Linked DNA regions of Mus musculus: region 1 is linked to region 2. A link is a contact called in public promoter capture Hi-C data. All regions are on one chromosome and are shown on one strand. The core of a region is the stretch at or near the end of the contact, and the rest is flanking DNA. Distances in the headings are between cores, read along the strand shown. Region 1 holds the start of Klhl3 (kelch-like 3). Region 2 has its middle 29 kb from the start of Spock1.

Region 1 (4,405 bases), core at 52-2,551, 180 kb before region 2:
AGATGGCTAGGGCATACCAAGAAGGAAAGCGGGACCTTTGCAACTTTTGTAAACTCGCAATTAGTAGAATTGACAGAGACTTTAGAGAGTGTCCTGGGAATGAAGGATTGAGTGTGAGGTCATAGGCTACCCAGCAGAAGCCCACTCAGCCAGTGCTGCTCTGAGCCTCCAGAGAGGCCGGGTGTATTGGTTGGTGAGGAGTCCTAAAGCAGGGATGGATGGGTACTCGTTTCTGGCTTTTCCTTTCCTGATTGGGGAAGCTTCTGAGAAAATTTTCACCACTAATGGACCCAATTATCTCTAAGCCCTGGTTAGTTCTAGAAGACACAAACTTAGCTTCCGGTCGGCTTTCCACAAGATTGTCTTTAAGCTCGAGAAACAAGGCATGTTAAAAAACAAAAAACAGGGCTGGTGAGATGGCTCAGCAGGTAAGAGCACCCGACTGCTCTTCCGAAGGTCCTGAGTTCAAATCCCAGCAACCACATGGTGGCTCACAACCATCCTCAACGAGATCTGACTCCCTCTTCTGGTGTGTCTGAAGACAGCTACAGTGTACTTACATATAATAAATAAATAAATCTTAAAAAAAAAAACAAAAACAACAAACAAACAAAAAAACCAAAAAAACAAACTCCCCCGGACACTCAGTTAGGGGGAGGTGAGCAATAAGGGCAATACCCTTTGAAGTTTATGTTGGAGGCTACCCGCTGTCACTGGTGTGATTTGGGGAAGGTTTCAGAAGACCTGTGACTTACTGCACTTCCATAAAGACTCAAGGATCAGGGTTAGAGGAGCCATTCCAGGTAGGACCAACATCTAGAGGTTACAGGGCACAGGGGCTTTGGCTGGGAGATGGGGGCTCAGTAGTAGACGTTTTGAGTTGGAGCCACAGCTTGCATAAGGTTCAGTATGGCAGACCTTAGAAAGCGGTTCTGTTGTGGTGTTTTTGTGGTGATCACTGCAATGGTCTTTGGCATTTTGTAATACTGGGGGTTTGTTTCAGTTGCACCTCCCCCTCTCTCCGCACATAACGCATCTGGCCCTGGCTCCCATGTCTAATTCTTCTTATTCATTTCAGTTCTGTGACACCCACACATTCCAACCCACTTGTCTTAATGTCGCATCTCAGAACTACCGTGGGCTCGGGGAGGGGGAATCCGGCAGCGCTGACGTTACTCACAAGTGAATTTTCCCAGGTGGGTAAACTCCATTGCAGGCCACAGAGGGGCCTCCTCATTCCAGCAATCTGGCCAGGCCCACAGACTCACAGCTTAGGAGGAGGAGGAGAGAAGGAGGGGTCAGTTTTTCTCTGTTAGCGTTAGAGAGGATCCCTCTGATCCGCTGTAGTGCAGCCTAGGAGGCAGGAGACTGTGGGGTGGGCTAGTCGCTAGGGCTGGGGATGCCTGAGCAGATGTGGAAACAGCTGGAAAGGTGGCACAGCCCTTGGGTCGCCGCCGCCGCCGCCGAAGCTGTGGCTGTTTCTAGGAGACAGAGGAGAAGCCAGCCTGCGGGGGAGGGGAAGCGAGTGGGTTGCTGCTTTTAGCAGCTGAAAGGGCTGCAGGGAGCTCTGGGTAAGACATTTTCTAGCACCGTCGCTTTTGCGGTAGAAGCCTGCCGCGAGTAAGTCAAGAGGAAGGAGGATTGGGAGGGAGGAGGTCTCAGTTGCAGCCATGCTGAATCACGGTTGCTGATCAGGGTCCCTCACGGGTCTGCTGGGAGAACCCAGCGAGCAGCGCCAGTTCCCGGGTGCATGCACAGTTTGATGACTACTAACCCTGCCGGGCCTCCCACAATGGAGGGCGAAAGGTACGTATGTGTAAGTGTGGTGAGTGCAGTATGCATGTGTAAGAAAACACGAGCGAGCGAGCGAGCGTAAGGTGTAACCACCATTTGTTTGCACCAGCTAGGCAGGTTTGCAGATCCTGGCAACTGCAGAACCCCAAAGCAGAGCGAGGGCAGAAAAGTCTCTTTGGAAACCTTCCTCTTCCAGAGCTCAAAGCTCCAGAGACCCGGCTCTTGCCAAGGGAAATCTGGGTTTGCTGGGCAGTGGAGCACACGGAAAGACGGAACTTCCTGGCCTGTGTTGGGAATAGTCCCGTCTTGAACCGGGATTGCCCTTTTCAGGGAGGCGTTCCTGGTCCTCACAGTGTCTGTCTTTGGTGGGGGGATTTGATGGCACTGCAGAGCTGACCTGGGAGAGGGCACTAGCCTCGTTCATACTGAGGTGGTTGAATTTTCGAGAACCATGCCAAGTGGCTGGCTTTCCTACCTAACCCGGGTCTGTTGTGTGTATGTTGGTGGACACTGGCTTCTGCACTGGCGTAGGTAAGGGAGAAACCCAGTTAGGTGACATTTGCTCACAACCCGTCTCGCCTGTATCAAAAAGTTTGAGAGATGCTGCACGGTCTGTGTCTTCCAGGAGCTCTTGTTTCTCCCTTCATGGACTTTTAATGAAATAGGAACCAACTGGAGGCATTTCAGTACTCGGGTTGAGCAGGAACAGGCTGGCCAGGGTTTGTCTCCCGGCAGGCAGGAGCACAGACAGTTTTCATTTATCCGAGGAGCTGGTCTTCCTATTGTGAAGGTGTTCTGTGCAGGGCCAAGTTTGGCAGACTATGGAGCAGAAGTCTTCGTGCCACCACCTCCTCATCCGTGGGTTGGCACCGAGGGACGGGCTTTACCATTTTCCTTGAGGAGAGAGGATCACAGGGAGAGGCAAGAAGGCTTCCCCTCTAAGTTGTGAGTTGCTGGTTTCACGGGAACGGGCTCCTCTAAACCCGTGAGGTTGCAGACTACTTTAAAGTGTGCACAGCTTGTCCTGAGTCGGGCCCCTGTGAGAGAGAACAGGTGTGATCCATTTCACTCCTCTGTCTGAGAAAAGCTTAAGAAGCCAGTGCGTTCTGTAGTCCCACTCACAAGAAGAGTCTAGGACAGTGACTCTCAACCTTCCTAACGCTGAGACCATTTAATACCCGTCCTCATGTTGTGATGGTACCCCCACCCTCACGCCCAAACCATGGAATTATTTTCGTTACTTCATAACTATAATTTTGCTACTGTTAGGAATCTCTGTTTTGGGATGGTCTTAAGCGACCTCTGTGAAAAGGTTGTTTGACACCCCCCAGGGGTCGTCGTGATCCCCAGGTTGAGAACCATGGTCCTAGGACCTTTTAGACCACGTTCCTTGCAGTTTCTTTCTGGGCTCTCTTCAAAACAGGATTCTCCTGAACAACGGGGGCATCTAGAGGCCTTGGGGCAGAGGTGGACAGTGTCCTTGCTCTTTCTCAATGGCCTGGTGGCTGGCAGAGGGAAGGAGCAAGGAAAGAAGTGTAAGGCTTTGGACCATGTCCGCCTGCATGAGTGGCTGGCACTAGGCTGCCACCATCTGAGCTTGCGGGGACAGTAGTCTTGCCTACAGCTCAGCGTCCCTATACTGAAGAGCTCTTCTTCACTGGTTTGTGAGGGGAGCTGATGTCTGCGGCTTCTGAGTACCCATTTGCTTCTTGTCTAGAGGAGTTGAGAATTTCCAACATTCAGCAGGCTGCTCAGATTAGCCTGTTCTAGGGACAGCTTACAAACCAACCAAACAAGTCACCTTCAATTTGTCTCCCGTCTCCCTCCTGGCTCTCTTTCTGACGCATCCCGCTCTACCCACCAAGAGTTACGCTGCCCACACGCCTTCTCTCTCACCACAAATCCTCCATTCTCAGATTTTTTTTTTTAATTCCCATTTTGTTTCGGGAAAAACGTGGTCCTTTCAGTCCTCATTGATGTTCTTACATAAAAACTTCTTTTTTTGGAGGATCGGGTGGGGACGCTGAGATGGGGGGTCTCTCTGTAGCCCTGGCTGTCCTGAGACCCATTATGGAACTCCTAGAGATCTGCCTACCTCTGCCTCCAGAGTGTGGGGATCAAAGGCCTGTGCCACCTCACCTGGCTAAACCTCTTGCTCATATTTTAGACCTGAATGGTAGGCCCAGCAATTCTTTTTGTGTTTCTGTTTTGTATGACTTACAGGTCCTCGGACTTGGAGATACGTCCTCATCTGAGGATGGTGGCTTCTACGTTTTTGGTATTCCTCACTGGCTACTGCATGGCTCCGCAAACAGCGGGTGTTGGGGAGTAACTTTCTAGTTAACTAATAACATAAGCGAGTTTTATTAATCCTTTGAGAATTTCTTAGAGTGTATTTTGATTATATTCATTTTCCCTTCCCCAGCTCCTTCCAGACCCATTCCCACCTACTTAACCCATCCAGCTTCTTTTTCTCTCTCTCCTCTCCTCTCTCTCTCTCTCTCTCTCTCTCTCTCTCTCTTTGCTTCCCTTAACCACCTGAGTCCAGTTTGTGTTACCCAGTTACTATCGGTGTGAGGCCTGCCCCGGCGAGCGGTCCATATACCCGCTA
Region 2 (4,321 bases), core at 138-2,637:
GTAAGCCAGCCCTAGCTCATGCTTCCTCCCAGGATTAGTTGCAATGGTCACGCTGTCTTCACAGTAACAGAACCCTGACTAATGCAGTCTCCGACTGACCCTTTGCAAGCTTGAAGGCCTGTTTTGGCTATGCTCTTCTCAATCACTTTCTTCCTAAAGGGACCGTCTCCACCCCACCTCCACCCCTACGTAATGAGCGTGTGGCTTTCCTGGGTTCCCTTGTCATTCCTCTTAGGAGATAACACATGTGAAGCACCTAGTATGGGACTTGACCTGTAGTCCATGTTCAGCAAATGTTTTTTTTCTCCTCTTTCATCTGTGTAGCTGCAGATTCAACACTCTCTCACCAGGTGTAGCATGGGAATCTCAGGATATGTGGTCTCGCTCAGGAACAGGTCCACTCAACAGAAGGGAGAGGCCTATTTAAGTTATTGAAATACCTTCATCCACAAGCGCCTACGAATGTTGTTTTGAACTAATAGTCTTATGCACTTTGGCTCCCAAAGTGTTCCATCTTGTGGGATGGTTAATGTCTCTGGTTAAATCTCTCTCGCTGTCACACACATTAAGAATACAGACTTTTGAAAATTTCTTTTGTTTTAGATTTGCAATGGAGGATTAGATTGCTTGGTTCATTTTTTTTTAAAGTCCTTTATCAAAATGTTAAGCTTGGTTAATTTGCATAAAATATTTCCTCTGCAATTTACTCTCTATTACTTTTGAAACGCAAATTGCCTCTGCTGCCTCTGGGTGGTTGAGACTGCACACAAACCATTAGGGCTTTCCATTCTAGGGATGAGAACCGACTTGGGTTTGAAGCTCAGGGAAATAAATTGGAAACCTTTCCTTGCCCTGACTCTCTGGGTGATCTGTGTGAAGAGGGGGAAGAAAGAGAGGCAGAGGTTCAAGGAGAGAGTCCAAAGATTGTGGAGAATGTAGACGCCTGTGGTTGGGGGATGGGCATGCGCAGAGAGTGGATGAGGAAGCAACATCTTGGGGTGCGTGTAGAGGGAAACTCATGACAGCAGCCCTAATGGGCACCCCCAGGCAGATCCCTCTGCTCAAACAGCATCTACCTTCCCATTCCTCAGCTGCACAGCTCTTACTGTCTCTCAACTAGGCAGGATTCCCCTCTACATCCAAAGAAGGAGTCAGAGTAGCTGGTTCACGTCCACATTAACAGAAATAGACAAGCTTTATCACTTCAGGCAAGCTGTTGAGGATGCCTTCGAGATGTTCCCAGGACTTAGCTACAGGACACCCTGATAGTCTTGCCTTTGCCCAGTGACTCCCATCTCAGACCCAGGCATCCAGGCTCTGCAAGGCTCAGGGCCACAGAGGGGAGCCTACTGCACTTAATGACATTCCCCCTTTAAGGCAAAGCTGCTCAGACTGAAAAACACTGACATTCACAAATAGCAGATGGGCAGGCTGTAATTAGGCAGCTGCTGTCTCTTATACTCTACTTTTCTTAGAAAGGAGTAGACTCACAGAAAAGATGGAGGGGTTCCTTGTTGGGGAGGGTTCTCCCCTTTGCACACCAGGAGTCCCTTCCTGACTTACCCTAGGCTTTCTCTGAAACTCATGTTAGTGGGAACAAATGAATATATTAGACAAAAAGGTGGGATTTGTATGCAGGGAGATGGGATTATATTTAGACTCATGTAATTAAAGAGCCATTTATGTCTGAGCATCCTTAAACAGACAAATATAAAACTCATGAATACCAAATTCTATGTGGGTAACTGGCTGGAATCTCACACCCTTGCACACAGACACTCTGAGCCTGTCTCGGTCTGTTCAATTGTGGCTCACATCTACTGAATCAGACCTCCCAGCTCAGGGCAGTGGCCATGATTTCTGCAACTGTACGTTCCCATGGGGACCACGGCTGGGGGAGTGGCATACTTCAGCACACCAAAGCAGTTGGGGGAGCAGAATATGAGTCTCTCTTTAGGTTTTGGTAAGAAGACCCCCCAAGTAGTCTGCTTGACCTTAATAATCTGCTGCCTCTATGCTTGAAAACCACTCTCCATGTTGGATTGGAACCTGTGAGACCTGAGGCTGATACCAAAATGATGTTAGTAGAGTGGATATTGAAAATGTTTAAAAAAAAAACTCAATGATTTCCTCCTATTGAAAAATAATTTGAGACCTGGGAGACAGGTGAATAAGGCAGAGTCACCTTAGTTGGTGAAGTGCATGATACACAAACACGAGAGCCAAAGATAGATCACCCAGCATGTCCGTGAAAAGCTGGGTGACATGCTTGTGATCCTAGCTGGTGGCAGTGGTGACAGATAAATTCCTAGAGCTCATTGGCCATATAGCATCACATAATTGGAGAGTCCCAGGTCCTGTTGAGAGACTTTCAAACCAAAGTGGATGGCTCCGTATGAAAGGCATTTGAAGCTGACCACTAGTCTTCATGTGGATGTGCACACACACAAGGACATGTGCCTTGTCCTCAATAAATTCACTAAAAAACCAATTTGCTTTCCATCTAAAAAATTCTTCCAGAAGAAGAAGAAGAAGAAGAAGAAGAAGAAGAAAAAGAAGAGGAGGAGGAGGAGGAGGAGGAGGAAGGGGAAGGGGTAGGGGAAGGGGAAGGGGAAGGGGAAGGGGAAGGGGAAGGAGGAGGAGGAGGAGGAAGAGGAGGAGGAGGAGGAGAAGAAAGGTCTACAAATTCCCAGTTTCTCAAGAGCACAGCCAGTCTTGAAACTGGGAAGAATCTCCATTTTGTTGACTTAGTGGCAGTGATGAAAAAGGCTGACTTGTACTGGTGACCAGCAATCATCAACTTTAGGAGATTTAGAATTACCTGGGAGATGGGTTTCTGGGCACGTCTGTACAGGATTCTCTTTAATAGGTTATTTTAATTTGGAAGGTCTGCCCACTGTGGGTGGCACTATTCCCTAGGCTGCATACCAAGGAGAAGATTTCTGAGGGTAAGCATTCATTTTTGTCTTCCTCCTGACTGTGAAGATAATGTGGCCAGCTGCTTCAAGTTTCTACTGCCCAACTTCCCTGCTGCAATGACACCTGAAATTGTCAGTCAGAATAGTCCCCTCCATCTTTTGTAAGTTGGTTTTGTCAGGGATTTGTCCCAGCATCAAGTGGACACCCTTGGCAATGAAAGGTGATGGAATCTCTCTATCCATTCCATTTCCTTCAGCTTGGAGTCTATCAGGACACCATCTTATTCTATATAGTTCTGTCCCATCTTGCCCAGAGCTTTGCCTTGGGGTAAAGCTTCCAAAGGAGAGAAAGAATATCCAGAGAGATGCATCTCATCTAAATTTACTCTCACCAACTCACGAGCTAACATTGGACACTGGGGACCCAAACAGATTAGCACATAGTATTCACCATCTCAACTCTGGGAGATCCCTTCTTTGCCTGCAGCTACTTTCTTGGCTTCTGGGTTTGTCATTCCAAAGCTGGGCCTGTCATTCCAAGGCTCTCTTCTCAGTCATATTCTCAGGTTACAGGAATTTGGATGGGAATGTGGTCTGGAATATACAACCTAAGGCAGAATAAAGCAGACTGGATGAAGGCCGTGCAGAAATCCAGCCAGGGCATGAGATGTGCTTAGGACAGAGCAGGAACATCAGTCCGGAAAAGCCAAAGGTCAGTGGAGATCGAGTGGGATGTAGGAGAGGAGTCAGAGGTTACCCGGAGGTTCTTATCTGAGAAGCTTGAAGGATGAGATGGCTGCTCTCCATGGGGTGGGAAGGCTGATGGTGGAGCATGGTTTTCCTTGGATGATCAGCTGTTTTATTTTCTTTTGTTAGGGAGCACATCTAGAGTTCCGTGGTGAACAGGGTCAGTTCAGAGAATGCGTATTAGAGGTCGGGCGAAGACTCCATGGAAGAGAGGTAAGACAAAAGCGTGTCAGTCCTGGTTACTCCCAGGAACACTGGCATCGCTGGCAAGCTTTTTAGATGTGCAGAAATCCCAGAGCATGCCCCCATCCTCCAGCTGTTCCTACGAGTCATCAAGTCAGAACCTGCATTTACCAGATCCCAGGAGGTTTAAACTCAAGATGAACTTTGAAGTGTGCCGTCCTCCGGGGAACCGTCTTAGCTGTTGGATGTTCACCACACAGAATTAGTTGGGATTTTCTCAGAATACTTTTTCAGGGCTGTTAGGGCCAAATGAAGAATTAGGGAATGCTCCTACCTACAGGAAAGGGTCTAGCAGCCCTCGGGCCCTACCCTATCTTATTCTCTAAAGTGTTTCCCTGAGAGTAGTCTGGTAATTCCAGTAGCTTCAGGGAAGGGATACCACTGCCAGGAAAGAAGGGACGTGTGCACGCTTG

Evidence for each region. Promoter capture Hi-C pulls out the DNA fragments that hold promoters and counts their contacts.
Region 1: a promoter capture Hi-C map of embryonic stem cells shows a contact between it and region 2, with 5 times the contacts expected there. The contact joins the promoter of Klhl3 here to the enhancer-like site in region 2. A contact is called at or near these places in 6 of 39 promoter capture datasets (cranial neural crest, embryonic stem cells, hippocampal neurons and 3 more).

The regions. Positions count from the first base shown.
Region 1 is chr13:58,110,543-58,114,947 of GRCm38.p6, reverse strand. Klhl3 (kelch-like 3) reads left to right here and starts at 1,301. Exons shown (of 15, transcript NM_001362415.2): 1 at 1,301-1,806. The coding sequence starts at 1,793. Gm33389 (a long non-coding RNA gene) reads right to left here. Exons shown (of 5, transcript XR_003950588.1): 5 at 1,978-2,831. It overlaps Gm52040 (a long non-coding RNA gene), which reads right to left and starts at 1,248. Exons shown (of 3, transcript XR_003950589.1): 1 at 1,181-1,248.
Region 2 is chr13:57,935,112-57,939,432 of GRCm38.p6, reverse strand. No RefSeq gene overlaps it. Among named protein-coding and RNA genes, the nearest start is that of Spock1, 29 kb to the right of the region's middle. Within about 2 kb of position 1,387, at least 18 of the 459 cell types and tissues checked have an H3K27ac peak or open chromatin away from gene starts, as enhancers often do.